2 separate regions of the Sus scrofa genome follow, and region 2 is linked to region 1. Evidence: chromatin contacts called from public HiChIP or PLAC-seq data. All regions are on one chromosome and are shown on one strand. The core of a region is the stretch at or near the end of the contact, and the rest is flanking DNA. Distances in the headings are between cores, read along the strand shown.

Region 1 (6,587 bases), core at 1,272-3,771:
GAGTGCAGCAGGTTAGATTTTTTTTTGCCAAGGAGTAATTTCTCAAAGTGGAATTACTGGACATGCATTTTAAAAAACTAACCTTTCTTAGAAATATAAAATACATAAGGAAAAGTTCACAAATCAAAGGGGTGCAGCTCAATGATTTTTTAAAAAGTAAACATTCTATAATTTCCTTCAGACCATGAAATGGAATATTCCGGCTCCCCAGAACCATTCCTATGCCAGTTCATTATCCCCAAAAGGTAACTGTGAGATTTATCCATCTGATTGCTCATAGCAGTAGTTTGTTGATTTCTACTGTGGTGTAGTATTCTGCTGTATGAGCATAGCACACAGTGTTACTAATGGACATTTTGGGCTTTTGCCTACAGTGAATAATGTTGCTATGTACATTCCTGTGCATGTCTTTTGATACACATATGTATGCATTTCTGCTGGGTATTTACCCAGGAGTGGGAGAAAAGGATGCCCAGCATAACCGCTTCATAACCGCTTCTGTGCAATGTTGTTCTAGATGCCCTAGAGAGGGCCTTGAAACAAGAAAAAGAAATGAAGAGTGCCCTGATGGTTCAGCAGGTTAAGCTGTCACTGCTATAACATGGGTCACTGCTGTAGCTCGTGTTCAATCCCTGCCCCAGGAACTTTGGCATGCCACAGGTGCAGCCAATAAATAAATAGGTGTTCATGTTGTGGCTTAGTGGTAATGAACCCAACTAGTATCCATGAGGATTTGGGTTCAATCCCTGGTCCCTGCTCATTGGGTTATGGATCAGGCATTGTCTCAAGCTGCAGTGCAATTCGAAGATGTGGTTCAGATCCCAAGTTACTGTGGCTGTGGCGTAGGCTGGCGGCTGCAGCTCTGATTTTGACCCCTAGCCTGGGAACTTCCACATGCTGGCAGGTGCAGCCCTAAAAAGCATGCGTGCGCGCGCGCGCGCGCGCACACACACACACACCCCAAAAAGAAAAGAAAAAGAAATGAAAGTTCTAAGGATGGGGAAAGGGAAAAAAGATCATGATTCACAGATGACAAGATGATTTACAGAAAATCCGAAGTAATCTATAGATAAATTAGTTACCAAGTGAATTTAGAACAGCTGCTGGGTGTAATGTCAGCATACAAAAATCAACTATACTCTATGTTTTGGCAATAAACAATTAGAACATGAAAATTATGAAAATTTAAAAACATTATTTTCAGTAACACTTTTTTAAAAACTCAGATTAAATCTAACAAGAGATGTACAAAAACTCTCTACAGAAAACTCCAGTGTTGTCAAGAAGATCATCTGGGAGTCTCTATTAAAGCTGAACATCCATATGCCTTAAGACCTAGACTTTTCTTTAATTGCATGTCTACATATGTGTATAATGCAACAAGAACTGTTATTGGGAGTTTAAATCATTGCCACTGTTATGGAAGACAATTCAGCAATATTTACCAGAGGCCTTAAAAACACAACCATCCCAACTGACTCTGTAGCGGCCAGCCTATGCCACAGTCACATGGGATTCAAGCTGAGGCTGTGACCTGCACCACAGTGAAGCCAGGGATGGACCCGAGTCCTCATGGACACTAGTTGGGTTTGTTACTGCTGAGCCATGACAGGAGCTCCCCAGCAATTCATCATTTAGGAACATATCCTACATAAATAATGAGATACATAAAGATGCATTCGTATTAGTGTTCTCAAAAGCTTTTTTGAAGGCCTAAATATTTTCTAAAGGTGGGAGAGGGGCTGGGTTAAATTATAGTTCATCTGTACATCAAAATCTTTTCTTTTTTTTTTTTTTTTGTTGTTGTTGTTGCTATTTCTTGGGCCGCTCCCGAGGCATATGGAGGTTCCCAGGCCAGGGGTCGAATCGGAGCTGTAGCCACCGGCCTACGCCAGAGCCACAGCAACGCGGGATCTGAGCCGCGTCTGCAACCTACACCACAGCTCACGGCAACGCCGGATCTTTAACCCACTGAGCAAGGCCAGGGACCCAACCCGCAACCTCATGGTTCCTAGTCGGATTCGTTAACCACTGCGCCACCACGGGAACTCCTGTACATCAAAATCTTAAGGTCACCATTAAAATGTTTTTATAAAAGAATATTTGATGTGGTAAAGTGTTCATAAATACATCAGTAAATTTAAAAAGCAGATTACCCAACAGCCTGTATGGTATGATACCAATGTTAAGGAAAACTATTAAAGGGCAAGTAAAAAAAAAAAAAAAAGGGAAGGATATTACAATCAGGTGTAAAGGGTGATAGGATTTTTTAAATTCAATTTTTAGAAACTGGCAACAAATTCTATGGTGCAAAATTCAAGCGGCACAACGCGTGTGCAGTCAAATGTTCTCTCCTTCCCGTGTAGCCGCAGTTCAGAGGCAATCGGGGTTAAAAGGGTGGCTTTCCACCTTTCCACGGGAGACTTCCGTGTTTTCCAGTTTTCTACCGCGAACCTGTGCTGGGCTAGCAGGGTCTGTCTCCAGGGGGGGCGGGGCGTGGATACGGCCCCGCCCACCAGGCGTGGCCCGTTTTCCCCGCCCCTGCAGACGCGCGCACGCCCACGCTGGAGCCGGACACGATGCACGCGCGCCTGCGCCTCTCCGCAGACCGCTTGACCGTGCGCTGCGGTCTCTTCGGCCGCCTGGGGCCTACGCCTACGCTGTGTTTCGACTCGCTGTGGCAAGTGCTGGGCCGCGACTGCTTCGCCGCCGGCCGCCACTACTGGGAAGTGGATGTACAGGAGGCGGGCATCGGCTGGTGGGTGGGCGCGGCCTACGGCTCCCTGCGGCGCCGCGGGGCCTCGGCTGCTGCCCGCCTGGGCTGCAACCGCCAGTCCTGGTGCCTCAAACGCTATGACCTTGAGTACTGGGCCTTCCATGACGGGCAGCGCAGCCGCCTGCGGCTCCGCGACGATCCCGACAGGCTCGGCGTCTTCCTGGACTACGAGGCCGGCGTCCTCGCTTTCTACGACGTGTCGGGCGGCATGAGCCACCTGCACACCTTCCGTGCTGCTTTCCAGGAGCCGCTCTACCCGGCCCTGCGGCTCTGGGAAGGGGCCATCAGCATCCCCCGACTGCCCTAATGGCCCAGACCTGCGTGACCTGCGTGCCTGCCTCTCCGAGGCTCTGGTCTCACCGGATCCAGACGTGGCTAGTCTACTTCCTCTCTATGCATTCCACTCCCCCACCAGTCATGGCCTGTGCTTTGAACAGTTCCTCTCCAAGATGGGTTAGTTTCAAACAAGCCCTAAACACATGTCCTCTGCTGCTGCTCTCTCACCCAACCTCCCCTGGTCGTATAACCAGGGCACTTATACTACACTGCTTTTAGTCCAGGTTCCCGAAGGGACACACCCATAGTTGAGACCTAATCATCCTGACCATGTCAGAATACATTATGCTCAGCCCCAGATCATTCTCCCCCCTACAGCACCCAGAACGCCTGGCACATGGTAGGCACACAATAAATGTGTGAATGAATGAGAGTCGCTAAGACTCTTCTATCCCTTAACCTCAGTTGGATCGGCTTCCTCCTCTTTATTCTACTTCAGCCTGTCCATGTCACCTCCCTTAGGAGCAGCTGCAAGGGCTTAACACCTGGAGGTCTGAACCCCTTTCCCTGTGCATCCTCCACCCTACAGCCTGAGTGACTTGCCTGAAACCTCACTTAACCTCTTAGAACTATCAAAAGATTCCCAAGATCTATAGGGGAGAAAAAAAGCACTTTACCTTAGCATTCAAGGCTTTTCTAGTCCGCCCCAAACTACTTATCCTCACCTAGCTCCGACTGCTCTTCTCAGAGACCCTCCAGTCAGAACTGTGTGTCACACAGTTCCACCTCTACACCCTTGCCGTCACACAAACATAGAGGAAAGCCTTTTCTTCCTTTTGCCTGTCTTCCCTGGGCTTAAGTGCCCCAAGACTTCTCCCCAGGCCACAAGAATCTCTCTGTGAGGTCCACAGTCTAGGACCTGTCTTTCCAATTACTTGGGAAGATTTCTAAGGGCAGCTGTTGTCCTATATCTTTCCCTCCCTGAAAAGTTCAGAAAGTCCCTTTCCTCCTGGGCAGTGCGTGAAGGACCACCAGTTGGCTATCGTTGAGTCATGAAACAGCTGAACTGGGAAGGCCTCACAGATCACCCAGTCTGACCTCACTGTACATTTGGGGAGAATAGGATCCTAAAAGTTGCTTAGAGTCACCCATGGTGATTAAGGGCTGGACCATCCACCCCATCTACCCCAGCCTCCAGGCATGTGTCTCACTTGCCTCCCTGGCCCGGCCCTTGAGGCCCAGCTTTCAATCTGGGAGATGTTACTGCTTATTCATTTCTCAGGGGATGTTGGGAAGAAACCAGCAGGTGACTGTTGCTAAGCAACCATGGGCAGTTTTCCCAACTGTTTTAGAATCAAAAGGAGAAGGAACTATGAGTGGGGTTTGGGCAGCCCAGGCATCATTATGCTCCTCAGAGTCGGATGTTGCCAAGGAAACCCAGAGAGCCTTGCTTTCCATACAATAGAGAAATGGAGAAGGCCAAATCAGCAGGACCTCCCAGGAAGGTCAGCTCCTCCAGTAGGGAAGTTAAGGCCTCTTTCCAGGGTCTGTGCCTCAGTTCTGAAGGTTGAGCATCCTGTTTGTCAAATTCCTTAGGTGGTTTGGGGGTTATACCATGTTAAACTATCTTAGGTACATGGTAAGAGGGCAGTGGGTAGGATAAGGAAATGCAAAGCTGAATCTCCCTCAGCATTGAAACAGACTTGGTGCAATAATTAGTTTGAACCATATAAAACTGCCAATTTCCAGTAGTTTGGGGCCGCAAAATGGCATTTTCATATGGTGCAGTGTAATATAAGTAGAATGCAAGGCGGAAGTGGCTTTAGTTCTACCCAAGTCATCTGAAACTCGAGCTTGGAGAGATGTCTAAGTACTATGCTCCAGCTTTACTGAGAAAAGGGAAATTCTCCTGGGGGTGGCCCAATGCTGAAATCTGACAGGCAGAAGCATTCCTGACAGAGGAAGATGAGCACACTTGACCCCACGTCTCTCTTCATCCCTGCAAACCCAGACTTGTCCCCAGACCCACAGCCATAGCAGCCAAGTAAAAATACTTGCTGTTTCCTCAGGCACTGCTCTAATGCTTTACAACTATTAACTCATTTGATCCTTACATCATCCCTAGCAGGTAGAAAGTTATTCCATTGCAGACAGAGCAAAATTGAGACAGAGAGTAACTTGCCCAAGGTTACACAGCTAACGGTGGAGCTGGGGGTCTGTGCTTATCCCTCTGTTCAGGTGAACAGGGCCAAGTCTCTAACCAGTGCCTACTTGCCCTGGCCTCTCTCTTGCTAGGCCTGTGATGCTTTGCTTTTGCCCGGTTACTCTATGGGACTTGAGTCTATCTTTGGTGATTATCTTCCATGGGCTCTGAGAGAGTGTATTACACTCAGAGGCAGATTTGAGAGTTTGGGATTCATGTAGCAAAGACAGAGCTGGACTACAAGGGATGAACACTGGCTTTTGTCAAAGGCCTGTGCTAGCCAGAAAACTGCAGTTTTGGTCCATAATTGTGACCTCAAACTGGTCACTGTACTTCTCGTTTACATCACCTATAAAATGGGGTTAATGACCCTACCTACCAGTTCTGTGAGGCTCAAATGAGCCAGGGGATAATGAGCTTGCCTTAAAAAACTACCCTGCTGTACCATGGGAGGTCCTATAAGCACTCGCAGCGGGGTCCTTGTTGGGCCTGACACGGTGCTGAGACAACTGCCATTCCTAGCTGCCATCTGGCAGTGGCAGGAGTTGTTCTCAGCAGAGGCCTGAGCTTCCTTGGGGGTCCATGTCTGTAAGGGGACTGACTACTTATTCTCTTTCAGACTTGAGTCTGTAGAAACTTCTTGATTGATACAGGAAGTTGCTGGCAAATATTTTTAAGTGACAGCAACTTTCCAAAACATGGTTTAATAAAATACAAATAGCTGTCCCTTTTAACCATGTTCTTCTTTGGGAGTTCATGCTGCTTCAAGTACACAGCACGTAGGCCTGGGCAGGGCCTTGCTCCTCTCCCATCGCCTCCACAACTTTCTTGCCACAGTTCGCTGGTCCTTGATTGAACATCTCTAGTGATGGGGGAGTTCATTATTTCTGAAGATAATTCACTTAAGTTCTTGCTTATGTGGAAACAAATCCTGTCTCCTAACTACTCTTATCCAAGATAGTATTATGTGGCTTCTGGCAACTTTTTAGCAACATTGAAGCCATCTGTGGTCACTGACTAATTTTTTAGAGATTTCAGGGATCCTCCCTGGCCTACTGCACCATCTCTTCTGTTTCTTCAATTCCACTCTGTCAAGGAGCAGGGGACAGTGATGAGAGCCTGGTGGAGGCACAGCCTAGCAGAGGGCACACAGGGGTGGCCCTGCAGAGCCAGGGCCTGGTGAGCAGGAGTCTATGCTATGAGGGGGGGACAGCCGGCCCGAGAAGCCAAGCTGCATAGGAGTAGGGGGCCCAAGGTTGAGTCCACCATGTCCCGCTCTGAAGCGTTCCTGGGCCTATAAAATACAGTCCAAACTCAGCAGGCTTTTAAGCC
Region 2 (6,587 bases), core at 2,468-4,967, 82 kb before region 1:
GTAAATATTGGAAATAGTTCACAAGCCTTGGAACTTAAACAACTCTCCAGTAACCAGTTGTTCCTGGGTGGGCTCAGGGCTCCAGAGTGTCCTACCACCAGGGCCTTCCCAGCCTGGGACAGCTCTGGCTGCTGTCTCTGAGGGTGTCTCTGCAGGGCCAGTCTCAGGAGAGCTGAGCTATGTGTATTTAGGGGGTTCTGTCTTTCTGGGCAACAGCACCAGTCTGATGCTGGTTGGGCCTTTGTTTCAGGCCCAGCTTCTGCCTCCTGAGACCTATTTCCTGAACCTTGCACCTACCCTCTCTTTCTGTGTACAGCCCATGTTGGGAGGCTGTGGGGATGTGGGGTGGGGGGGAACCCTTGTCCACCACCAGGAGGAACATGTTGTGAGGGTTGGGCAGAGAGCCCTGAGGCGGGTGCCCAACTTCTAATCTCCCACCACCAACTTCACAGGCTGGGGCAAGAAAAGCCACCTCTTTGAAAATGTGGTGGTTGGGACAGGGTGGCAGGGAAAGGTGGTGAGAGGGACAGAGCTGCAGCCTGTTGCCAGATCGAGGCTAGCTTTTTATGTGTGCAAAACTCAGCTCTGGTTCTGGGTTCTTCAGGCCCCTCCTCAGCAGACAGGCTTCCCCATTCCCCTCAAGTCAGGGAATGGAAGCTATACAAGTGATCTTGGCAGCTTATTTCTCAACAAGACCTGTGACTGTGCCAGGATAGCCTTCAGCTAAGCAATCTTTGGTATGAAGGACTGAGGGTGGCTGGAGAGGCTGTAACCCTCAGGGCCATCACGGGGAAGACAAGAGGTCCAGCCTCCTGGAAATCCAGGAGGGTTAAAAGAGTTAACTCTGATACTGGCACAGAGTAAAGCACTGCAGATGGTGAGTGTCCCTCTCCTTCCTTCATCTCTCCTCTCTTCTTTTCTTCCCCCTTCTCCATCTTTCCCACACACACACCTAGGCAGAGGAGTAGCTCTGCCCAGGCTGGGTGTCTATCCCTGCTTCCCCTCCTCCAATAGGGGGAGAGGTGGTGCTCTGCAGCTGACCTAGCACAAAGTCACCTCTGAGTCCTACCTCACTGCATGACAAAATCACCTGAGTGCTGGACCCCACACTCAGAACCTATTGTTGGGCATGGGTGTTGTGATACACTGACATGGTTGGGCCCCACAGGCAATGAGGAATGACTGGTGAGGCCCCTAGCCCTGCAGCAAGGAGCTGGAGCCAGAGCTTGTCCCAGAGCACTCGCTCACTCCAGGCCAAGCTCAGTTTACAGATAAGGAGACAAGGCTCAGAGAGGTTAATTAACTTACCCAAAGTCACACAGCCACTGAGGGGTTAACTACAAAACCCAGGAGGGCTCCTCCAAGCTCACAGTGCCTTCTCTGAATCCTAGAACACCTCCCCCAAGAACCCAAGGGAAAGGGTAAGGCTGGCCTGTGGCTTCTTGAGTGGCATAGGGCCCGTAGGGATAGCTCTAGGCAAAGAAACCTGGAAGGATGAACCTCCACCTTACAGGGAGGCTGCAGCAGGGACTGGTGCGGGTGGGGTTGTACCCCGAGAATATATAGAGCTGCTGCTGCTCCTAGGTAGCTGCCCACTCTCCCTCTCCGTATCTTTTCCTAAAAGAGGTTTGGGGCCCACTCCCGGTGTCAGGTTCCTGGCTCCGCACCACAGCTGTTGCCCCCATCCCCAGGGGCCGCTGCTTTCCAGGGCTGGAGGATCTGATCCTTCACAGCCCCACCTCCATACCCTAGGGGATAGGCCCTCTGGCTCAAAGCATCCCTCTTCCAAACACTAGGTCTCTAGCAAGCTCAGGTCCATACTTCATCCTGGAGGGGAAAGGAAAGGAGTTACTCAGAAAACTGCCTGGGGAAATATCCCCAAAAACAAATGAACTCCTCAAAACAAGAGGGAGGGCCTGGAGGTTACTTTGGAAGATCCTCCCCCACCCTGAAGTGGGAGATAAAGCATACACTCCTATTGAACATCTAAGTTCAGGGTTCCCTCCCCCATATTCAGAATCTTACTTCCCAGGCACTCCTGCCCCTCCTTCTTTCTCAGCTCTGTCTGCCATGGGCACAGGACCACACGCACACGTTTTCGTCGCCCACTTGGCAGATTAAACAAAGCAGGCCATGTTGATACAGGAAGGTTTCCTGGCCCATCTCAATAAGCAATAAGGCCCAAAAGAAGGTGCCAGCAAATGGGCCCAACTCTGGGGCCAGACCTACTGTGTGGTTTCATAGCTAGGGAACTCTGGGCAGGTCATCCCCACTCTGGCTTCAGTTTCCCCATGTGTGCAATTCACATGGTCAGAGGTAGCCTTCATAAAATGAACCAGGATAACAGGAAAGGACAGGACAAGAGAATGAGGAACACACACGTGCAGGGAGCATCTCTAGGAAAGGTACCACCTTCTGTCTATTACAGAGGCTTCCAATGGTCTCCCCTCTGGCCCATTGGTCCTATGCCCATGTGGAACCAGAGAGGTCCCCAAACACAGTCCCAGCCGCCTATCATCATGGCAACTGCGGTGATGCATTTAAGGTGCCCAGAACAGTGCCCGGTTCTTCAGGAGTTGGGAAGATGCAGATATGAGGCTGGGAGGGAATGTCCACAAGGGTTCTGGGAAGCCTTCCTGGGGAAGGACATGGAAGGAAGAAATGAATCTGTTTAGACAGTAGACCATGATATGGGAAGAGAATTCCTGGCAGAGAGGACTGCGAACAAGGGCACAAAGATATGAGAGTGCAAATGGGTAGGAAATGCATACCATAGTTACTGGCTGAAGCCCTAGGTGAATTAAGACATTCGGGTGAATTAACACTTACTGAGCCAGGCACTGTTCTAGGCCCTGGAGATACACCACTGAACAAACAGTTGTTCTCATGAGAGACGGTGTGGTGGAGTGACTATAAGCTTGGGCTTGGGAGCCACACTGCCTAGGGTTGTACTGATACTGGTGTCATCTTAAGAAAGGTACTTAACCTCTGTGAACTTCAGATTTCTTATGTGTAAAATAGGTAAAAGCTAACCTAGTAGGTTTATGTGTCGATAAACTGCGGTGATGCATTTAAGGTGCCCAGAACAGTGCCCGGTTCTTCAGGAGTTGGGTGGTGATATTACAAAAAGGCTGGGCTTCCCCATCTCCGCCCCCACTGCCCAAGGCGGCAAGACTAAGCAGCAGCGCCCCCTCTTGGCTACCGATAGAAAGAAGGGCGTCCTCCCATACTCAGAGATCCTCCCTGCCCTCTTCCTCTCGACGTACCGGGAACCCCCAGGAATTACTCCAACAGCTCGGGTTCACCAAGCGCTACTCCTGTGGCCGTCTCTGAGTGCGCACATTACTGCGCCGGTAAATTAGATCGTCACTTCCAATTCTCAAACAACTCTGAAGCAGACACGGTTTGTTTCCACTCCACCTAAGGGTAAAGTGACCCTCCCGGAAGGATCGAATCCCTTGTCTCATACCACTCCGCGAGAAAGCGACGGGATGTGAAGGAAGGCAACCCCAGCCTCTACTCGGTCCCCGGGGAGCCCGCCCCATTCACTGCGGCGTGTGCGCGCCGCTGTGCGAGCCCTTTCTCTGTGCGAATGCGCGCCCCGAGACAAGCTCCGGGGTACCAGGAACGCGGCCCAAGGGCCGAGGAAGGAAGGGTGGCCTGGCGGACTCGCGGGCGGGGCTTGTGCTCGGCCCCGGCCCCTCCCACCGGCCCCTCCCGCTGGGCTGAGGGTGGGAGGAGGCGGCAGCGCTGGGCGCGGGGACTCGGCGGGCAGCGAGGAGCTCAGAACCAGAGCCAGACGCCGCCGCCGCTACCGCCACCTGCGCGGCCGTCATCAAGGTAGGGCGGTCCCGGGCCGCCGGGCTATGCCTTCCCCGTCTGCGCGATGTGCTCGTGCTGCGCCTCTGAGCTGCAACGCCTGGGGAGGGATGCTGGGGCTCGGCGCACCGCTGGGGACCTGGCGGGACGCGGGGAACCTGGCGTTCGACACCTCTGCGTGACCTTGCAAAAAGCACTGCTTCTCTCCAGGCCTCAGTTTCCCCATCGGGATAGCGGGCACAAGGATGGCCCCTTCGTCGCTGGGCTGTGGGGAGGGGCCGCCTCAAGCTCCAGGCTCCCGACGGCGCAGGGTCGGATGGGCACTGTCTGCACAGCCCACCCGCAGTGAGGGCTGCTCTTGCTGGGTGTGGCAAGCCGGTCCCGACAGTCCCCCCTAGTGGCCTGGGTGCCCCGCGGGACCCGTGTTGGGACTCTTCCCTCTCCTGGCTGGGTAACCTGCTGGGCCTCAGCTTCCCTGCACAGGAAACATTAATAGGCGACACCCCCAGGTCCCTGTCAAGCCAGCCTGGGCATGCAGGGTGGGGCAGTCAGAGTCTAAGCCTAGTCTTCCTCGCGGTCTGGGGCTGGAGGAGCCCTAGGTTGGAGGTGGTGGAGCCCTCTGGCACAGACTTGCCTGGACCAGACCCACGCAAGTACCTGGATTTAGGGCATGGTATGCAATGTCTCCCCACCAGGTGCTAACGCCCAAATCTAAGTCCCAGCCTGATGTGATATGGTTGGCTTGTCCATGCATAGACGGACCTAGAGGAGCTACAGTGCCAAGAGATGGTGTTTGGGTGGGGTCGGGTCTGGGACAGAGCAAATGTCTGAGAGACTGTGGCTCCAAGATTTCTGGGTAAAGACGACCTCTGGTGTCTGTCCTGGCCCCTTGGTAAGATCCCTCTGGACCATCTCACTGCCCCACTGCACACCCCTTATGATGGGAATCTCACTCGCTGTAAACAGAGCTAGAGTCTGCTAGTCCTGCTCTGGCACACAGACAACATCTGACCCCTCCATCCCCACCCCAGGGCAATTATCTGGTCCCTTAAATCAGTTCACCTCAGGGTTAAACAGCCCCAGATCCAGAGCTGTTTCTCCTGTCAGAGCCAAAGGGAGCAAAGGCAAGACAAGAGAGCTGAGGTGTCTGCCCTGGAGCAGTTAGTAGTCAGCCTGAGGCTTGTTCAGAACCCACCTTCATCAGGACTGGAATGTGTCCCCTGTACCTCTGGAAAGGTAGCTGCCTTAGAGGTCTGGAGTGAGAGGAGGAGCCAGAGGAGCCTCTCTCCAGCCCTTCCAGCCCAAGGGTCCCTGTCTTCTGTTGCCTGCTCTGATTGAAGGAGTAGTTTCTGAAAATCGAGCCTGGGCTTTCTCGATTGTACCCCCTCCTGACCTGCCCCTCACCTGGGAACTTTCCTACAGCCAAAAGAAGGGGCTGCCAGGATAGGTGATAAGCTCTGTGTCATCAGAGATGTGAGCAAAGGCTGGATGAGCACTTCCCAGGGTTACACTTGACTGTAAGTCTGGGACTCTTAAGGCCAAAATAGAGTAACCAGGGCCTTACCTTCTGGCCATGATGGAGCTGCACAACTTGAAGCTAGACCACAAATGAGTGTTATTATTCTCTCATAAAAGCAGGCTAAGTATATGTGCTATCACCCGAGCGTAGCTCCAATGCACAGGCTTAAGTGCTACCTATGTCTCCCATCATCACTACATGTGTATAATCTGGGCTCTTTTTTCCTGCTCTGCTAGTCCGAGCCATTTGGGCCTTGATTTAGAGGTATGGCAGATTGTGGTTATTAAAAAGTCATCCTGTGCCAATAATTAAAAAATGCACCATGAAATTATGGAATATCCAGCTAAAACAGATCTTAGGAAATCATCTCATCCAACCTCTTCATTTTACAGATAGGTATCCCCTAAGGGGATGTGACTTGTTAAAAGTCACCCAGCAGACAAGCAACCAAGCCCAGGGATCTTAATTCCAGGACCAGAGTGAGTGAGTGAGTGAGTGAGTGAGTGTGAGTGTGAGTGTGTGTGTGTGTGTTTGCTTGTTTGAAAACACATACCATATAGTAAACGAAAGCAATCAGTATTTATTCCTATAAAATTAATAAAAATAAATATAAAAGGATAAATCTCTATGCTGGCAAAGCTATAGGATTCTCCAGCAGCATTTAATTTTGCAGGGCTATCTGTCAGCTCGTTTCAAAAGTCCTATGACAAAGATCCTAACTTCCTTTGCCCCTAGCCTTCTACTTTGAGGACTTTACCCTAAGGAAGTAATTACAGAGTTGAGTGTAGTGCTATTATTTTCTAAAGAAGTTATAGTGAAGAGGTTCTTGGTGTTTTACCTGAGGATTAATAAACTTTTCATTTAAAAAATACAGCTTTAAAAATAGAAACATTAGGAGCTCCCGCTATGGCACAACAGGATCATCAGCCTCGTGGGAGCTCTGGGACTGGGGTTCAATCCCCAGCCCAGCACAGGAGGTTAAGGATCTGGCATTGCTGAAGCTGTGGCTTAGGCCTTAACTACGGCTTGGATCTGATCCCTGGCACTAGAGCTCCGTATGTCTTGGGGCAGCCAAAAATGGGGCGGTGGGGGGCACGGGGTGACACCAAAGCTTCCATTGCTGTAGTCTGGCCAGCACAGGAGCAGTGTGGTCCAGAGGAAAAGCCATGAGACTCATGTCAGCAGATGTAGATTCCAGGATGAACTCTTCCTCCATCCCACCGTGTAAGCTTATGGCAATCCCAGGCCC

The links. HiChIP or PLAC-seq counts read pairs in DNA pulled down with a chosen protein or histone mark.
Region 2: a contact with region 1 is called in an H3K27ac HiChIP or PLAC-seq map of alveolar macrophages. The contact joins the promoter of CORO2A here to the enhancer-like site in region 1. A contact is called at or near these places in 13 of 47 Hi-C or Micro-C datasets (blood, embryonic fibroblasts, epiblast stem cells and 8 more) and 2 of 2 datasets of contacts at active chromatin or transcription factors (alveolar macrophages and skeletal muscle).

What each region holds. Positions count from the first base shown.
Region 1 is chr1:239,915,200-239,921,786 of Sscrofa11.1, reverse strand. It overlaps TRIM14 (tripartite motif-containing protein 14), which reads left to right. Exons shown (of 6, transcript XM_003122031.4): 6 at 2,548-6,587. The coding sequence ends at 3,083. Among named protein-coding and RNA genes, the nearest start is that of TRIM14, 27 kb to the left of the region's middle. Within about 2 kb of position 2,521, at least 62 of the 83 cell types and tissues checked have an H3K27ac peak or open chromatin away from gene starts, as enhancers often do. A contact at or near this core is called in alveolar macrophages, embryonic fibroblasts, fetal liver and 5 more, where this site is marked.
Region 2 is chr1:239,998,094-240,004,680 of Sscrofa11.1, reverse strand. CORO2A (coronin-2A) reads left to right here and starts at 3,717. Exons shown (of 12, transcript XM_005660267.3): 1 at 3,717-3,840. It overlaps TBC1D2 (TBC1 domain family member 2A), which reads left to right. Exons shown (of 16, transcript XM_021066519.1): 16 at 1-3,083.